Linked DNA regions of Pan troglodytes: region 2 is linked to region 1. Evidence: chromatin contacts called from public HiChIP or PLAC-seq data. All regions are on one chromosome and are shown on one strand. Each heading gives the region's core, a stretch centred on a gene start, on an enhancer-like site or on the middle of the called end of the contact. The rest is flanking DNA. Distances are from core to core; before and after follow the strand shown. Region 1 holds the start of WDFY3 (WD repeat and FYVE domain containing 3). Region 2 holds the start of CDS1 (CDP-diacylglycerol synthase 1).

Region 1 (2,744 bases), core at 144-2,643:
ATAGGAAGAGTTCTCAATTCTAATGTAATATATATTTTTAAACATAAAAACATACCAACCTAATTCCTATACTTAAGAGTCTCATGATAAAGTTTTATTTTTTTAAAGTCGGATTTTTTTACTAGACTTATGCACTAATACAACATGTTTTTCTATAAATTAGCACATTTTTAGTTCTGTTTTATGTTATGTTTGTTACGTCGCCTGATAGTCGAAACCAGTTGTTCTCAACCTGCTACCAAATACCAACCTGGAAATATGCCACTATTTAAAAAGCCCGAAGAATAGGGTTTTGTTTTTCCTTTTTAATTGTTTGGTGTTCAAACTACATAGTAAACCAGTTGGCAACCATTACTGAACAAAAATAGTTTTTCGTATGTATGAGCACCATTTTCCCACAGAAAACACTTAACCATTTTTAAGGTACTGGAAGTCCATGCAAGGGTTCACATATGCAGTAAATATCCTTTCAATCTGGTTGTATCACATTGTTTCTGTGAAAGGAAGACCTGATATTGCAGATCTCACAATTAAATGGTAAAAATCAATGAAAAACTGCACCTGAGGCTCAAACACTAGCCAGATGGCCTTTGGTTGGAAAGGTCTCATCTGCTTCTTAAATCCCGCCGTAACTGTGAATGTTTGCGATGCCACCACATCCCCAGTACAAGAGAACTGGAGCATCTCTGGCTCCTTCCATAATCGAAGGGCTTCCGGCGTAGGGCGTAGGGGGAGAGGCCCGAAGCCCTGGAGACAGCGCCCGAGGGATGGAGGCCGCGCTCGGCTGCGCTCAGGTGCGGGTGGCTCCGGGAGCTGAGACCCCGCAGGATGCAGCGGGGGGGCCAGGGCCTGATCCCCTACCCCTGGGAGCCAGGGCCGCCTACGCCCCCACTGCTTCCCACAGGTAACGTCCAGCCCTCTCCTCCCCTATCCCCCGAAATATCCCGGTTCCGCTCCGCTCCGCTCGCCGCCCGTGACCCCGACCCCGACCCGTCCGCGACGGCGCCCTCCCCAGGAGGCAGCGGAGGACTAGGGCCAGGCCGCCCACCCTGGCGGCGGCGGCGGCTCCCGGCCAAGGCGGACCCTGGGGAGGACAGCAGCTGGGCCGCGGCCTGTCCCTAGGGGGAGCGGGCGCAGGGCCGCGAGTGGGCAGCGCCTCCGCCCCGCACGAACAAAGCGGCCAGGCGCGCCGGGCCGAGGCAGCACCGCCTCTCCGGGAGCGCGGGGGGCGGGGAGGATGGCGGGGGCACTCACCTGAGGGCCGGCGGAGGGCGCGGGCGGGCCAGGCCCAGGAGACGGGACCGCGGCGGGCCGGGGCTCCGCGCCGAGGGCGCACGGGCTACGGGGAAGGGGCGACCGGCGCGACGTCCGCGGCGGGGCCCGGGAGCCGGGGCCCGAGCTTGATTCTGCGGCCGCGAGGTATGGGAACCGGTCCGCCGGGCCAGGCAGCGGTGCTAGGCAGCAGGGGCAGCGACGCCGCCGCCTTTCCCTTCTCCTGCCCCCGTCCCTGCTCCGCCGCGTCCTCGTCCTCGCTGGGTCCCCGCCGCCGCCGCCTCAGCCTCGGCGCTCCTCGGGTTTCTTCTCTCCATCAAGGCCGGGCCGACCCGCAGGGACCATCCCGGAAAGTGAGGGGTTGTTGCCGTTTCCCGCAGCTGTTGGTGGCCATCTTTAATCCTCCTCCTCCTCCTGCTTTCTCCACCTCCCGCTGGCTGTCTGACTGACTGACTCTGGATCCTCCTCTTTCCCCTCCTGCTCCTCCTACTGAGCCGGCCGCAGAAATTGCAGCCGCTCAGCTTCTACCCCCTCCTGCCTTTCCTTCCTCTTTCCTTACTTCCTTCCCTTCCCTCGGCTTCCCGCTCTCGCCTCACTCTCAGCGGCTGCCTTCGCCCCTGTCTGCAGACAGCGCCGCTGGATGCTCCCAGCTGGACTTGAACCCCACTCCTCTCAGTCCCTCTCCCCACTGCCTTCCAGACGCGCCTCTTCCCCGCCCCGCGCCCCTCTCTCCTCTCCCACCCCTGCCCCTCTCCGCGGCGCTCACCCTCCTCAGTCCCAGTTTCTGAAAGGACTCAGCTGAGAAAGGACAACTGGGTTCCGCTTTCCTTAACCCTACACCCTTTAGCTGGATGCTGTCAGAGGCGATGGAGAAACGCAAAGCTGCGTTAATTTTACTCTAGCCAGAGTATAAAAGAACTGCCCACGCCAGCTATTGTACTACGCAGCTTCGAAACTCCTGCACGCTCTCCTGTGTGGCTCCCGTCCGTGATGGGACTGGAGTTGAGGAGCTCGGTCTCAAATGGTGCCTTCCGTCAGTAACCTTGAGTCGGTTGCCTAAGATTTTAGATTTTCCTTTTCCTTCCTGGGAGGGGCATTATTTATACCTTTGCAGTCCCACAAACAGTGTTTAGACCAAATAAGTATCCTTTAGTAAACCTAGAACTGCCAAGTGATCATCATTTTGCCCGTTTGTTCCTACTCAACCTAGTAGACAATTTGGGTCACGCTTCAGTTCTGGCAGTAAAGACCAACTGAGTCAGCAGTTAGGAGTGGACTCCCTTAAACAACAGAGTTAGAGTGGGGAAGTGGTCATAACATCGCTGTAATCACAAACTTGTTTTTCCTAACACTGCAATCTACAGAAGTTTCAGGATTTCCTCTAATAAACATAAGGCAAGTTGGATTTGCTGTTTTCTTCTTTTTGACGATTTTGCCTTTAGAGTTGGACCCATTTGTAATGATTTACTCGT
Region 2 (2,700 bases), core at 120-2,619, 380 kb before region 1:
CCTTTATGCAGGGTAGGGTAGTAGCCAGAGACGGAAACCCTACTACTGGCTTCACTAGCTTCTTCAGCCATTATTCTTATTATCTTCTTCACTATCAAGCACTCCTTCATTTCCGATCCTCCAAACAATTGGACAATTTATTAATGTAGTCACCCCATAGTTCTCTGTTCAGTAGGGACTTATTTTCAAATCTTCTCTGTCATTTCAGTTATCCACCCCATAAGGAACAAATTATGGTTTCTCGACATCCTTTTGAAAACGTGCAACCCAAACTAACCGCACAGCTTCAAAGATCTGTTTGGTGAGGTAAAATGATGTCTTTGTGTTCTGCTTTTCAATGCATCCTACTTTGACTTTTGGTTTTGCTCATTTGTTAGTAAATTTTCAACACTTTACTTACTTTTACCGTGTCAGTAAAGACCTTGAGGAATTTACATAGTTGATCTATTTCTATAAGGGTGCTCTCCTGAACCTTGTCCTGTGTGAAGGCCCGCCTTTTTTCTTTTTTCTCTTTGTTTCTTTTTTTTTTTTTCATTTGTTAGCTTGTCAGTAATGACCGGGTGGCGGATACATGTCAAGAAAACTAATCACCTTCTAACAGGATTAAGACTAGAATTAATGCATATCTTGTGCCCTTCCTGTTCCCGCTTTGGCAGCCCAAGGTCCACCACTGCTCAGAGACTAGCTGGAGGGCAACGGCGTCCCATAGCATCTCACACTGTGTTGGGATCCTAGGTGGTGACCTTTGTGAGATTCAGTACTGAGTTTCTGGGAGACGGCGCTGCGGTTGTGATCGGAATTGTTGGCCGACGCACCTCTGGACGCCCAGTGAGGCAAAAGCATCTCCTGTTTTCAAGGTGATGACACTGGGCTGGAATGCCGCGGGGCCAACCAGTCCGTCCTGCCAGACAAGTTTCTGGTCCAGTGAGCCTCCGACCCGCCGCGCGTGTCAAGCTGACAAGGCCGGGGAGGCGTTTGAAGGAGCAGTGTTGAGCGCTGTTAACATTTAGCGGGCGTCTTTGAGTAGCTCCTCCAGCCCTCGCAGCGGCCCAGGGACTAGCCTGCAAGTTCTCAACGCTCACTTCCAGCCCGCGCTGGCCCCGCCTCCGCCTCCCAGCTCCTCAGCCTCCTCCCGCCCCACCGCTCCCACCTTTTCTCAGGCCCCCACCTGCCAGCACGCAGAGGCGGGGGCGGGGTCGCGGGCCGGGCTCCTGACGTCACCTCACGGGGAGGCGGGGCTGTGGGAACCGCAGTGCAGCGCAGAGGGGCGGGGCCTGCGGCGCGAGACCTGGTGCGGGAGGCCCGGGCAGGGAGAAGTGTGCGGGGCCGGGACAAGCCGGCTCCGAGTCCGCCTCCGGGGGGCGGGGCGGGAGGGGCCTGCGCGGCGGCGGGAGCCCAGAGCCGCGCTAAAGCGGGTCAAGCGTCCTCCTTTTCTCCCCGCCCCTTCTCCTCCTCCTACCTGGGCCTCTGCGTGGAGACGCGCACCTGGCAACCGGAGGCCGCGTCTCCGCCTTCTCTGCTCGCGCCTGGCGCCCGGAGCCTGCCCGGGACCTCCGCCGGAGCCGCGCTCGCTGCAGGCGGCCTCGAGCGCTCTCTCGTTGATGCCGTTTTGGAGGTGACCGGCGCGGCGGCCGCTCTATGGTGGGGCCGCGTTAGTGGCTGCGGCTCCGCGGGACTCCAGGGCGCGGCTGCGAGGTGGCGGGGCGCCCCGCCTGCAGAACCCTGCTTGCAGCTCAGGTTTCGGGGTGCTTGAGGAGGCCGCCACGGCAGCGCGGGAGCGGAAGATGTTGGAGCTGAGGCACCGGGGAAGCTGCCCCGGCCCCAGGGAAGCGGTGTCGCTGCCACACCGCGAGGGAGAGGCGGCCGGCGGCGACCACGAAACCGAGAGCACCAGCGACAAAGTAAGTGGAGCCGAGAGAGGCGGACGCCGCGCCCTGGCTGGGTCCTGGTTGGAAGCGGGACACTTGAGAGCAAGGGTGGGGCCCGTCCAGCGTCAGGTGAGGCTGCACGCTGCCGGTGCACCTTCCTCCCTGCCTGTCACTGCTTCCTCCTTCTCCAGAGGGGGTCGGGACCCGGGATCCCAGTGGCGGTGCGGTTCCCAGGATGACCGCGGCCGCTGCCCAGGAGAAATGGGCCACTCAACCCGGCTTACAGTTTAGCTTCATCCTCTTCCGGTCCCTTCTTCAGGATCTGGGGCCGACGCTGGAATCAGGAGGGAACCTGTCCTCCTAGGGGCTGCGGTGCAGTTAGTAGCTGCCACCTCACCTCTCTTTTCAGTAGAGGGAACAAAGTTAGTAAGGACTAGAGACGTGCCACCGTCGGCTGTATCATTTCATTGGATCCTGACGCGGGAGGCTTGGCTTCTCGCGCTGCCCCATATGCACTTTCATTTTCTCCATCCTTTTTCAGTATGATAGATTTTGGAGGTTTTAGAGTATCATGCACGTGACATAATAGTAATCTTCCAGCTTCTTTTGAGTGCACGACAGACAGTGCAATTCTTCTGTCTACCAGTAGATTTCATATAACCCGACGTTAATTCATGAAGACTTTTCACTTCCTTTTCTATAGATTACTCTTCTTTCACATTGAAGAATAAGTAGATGCGATATTACTATCTGTTCAAAGCTAGAAAAGGAATTCGGGCGTGTTTGGTAATATAGTGGTGCAGGTAAGAACTTGTGAAGAAATGCAGTTTTA

Evidence for each region. HiChIP or PLAC-seq counts read pairs in DNA pulled down with a chosen protein or histone mark.
Region 2: an H3K4me3 HiChIP or PLAC-seq map of stem cell-derived excitatory neurons shows a contact between it and region 1, with 2.8 times the contacts expected there. The contact joins the promoter of CDS1 here to the promoter of WDFY3 in region 1. A contact is called at or near these places in 2 of 7 Hi-C or Micro-C datasets (blood and stem cell-derived neural progenitor cells) and 1 of 1 datasets of contacts at active chromatin or transcription factors (stem cell-derived excitatory neurons).

What each region holds. Positions count from the first base shown.
Region 1 is chr3:45,159,289-45,162,032 of NHGRI_mPanTro3-v2.0_pri, reverse strand. It overlaps WDFY3 (WD repeat and FYVE domain containing 3), which reads right to left and starts at 1,393. Exons shown (of 68, transcript XM_001151618.8): 1 at 1,255-1,393.
Region 2 is chr3:45,542,384-45,545,083 of NHGRI_mPanTro3-v2.0_pri, reverse strand. It overlaps CDS1 (CDP-diacylglycerol synthase 1), which reads left to right and starts at 1,369. Exons shown (of 15, transcript XM_063809495.1): 1 at 1,369-1,901. The coding sequence starts at 1,785. It overlaps LOC104006040 (a long non-coding RNA gene), which reads right to left and starts at 681. Exons shown (of 5, transcript XR_010156550.1): 1 at 1-681.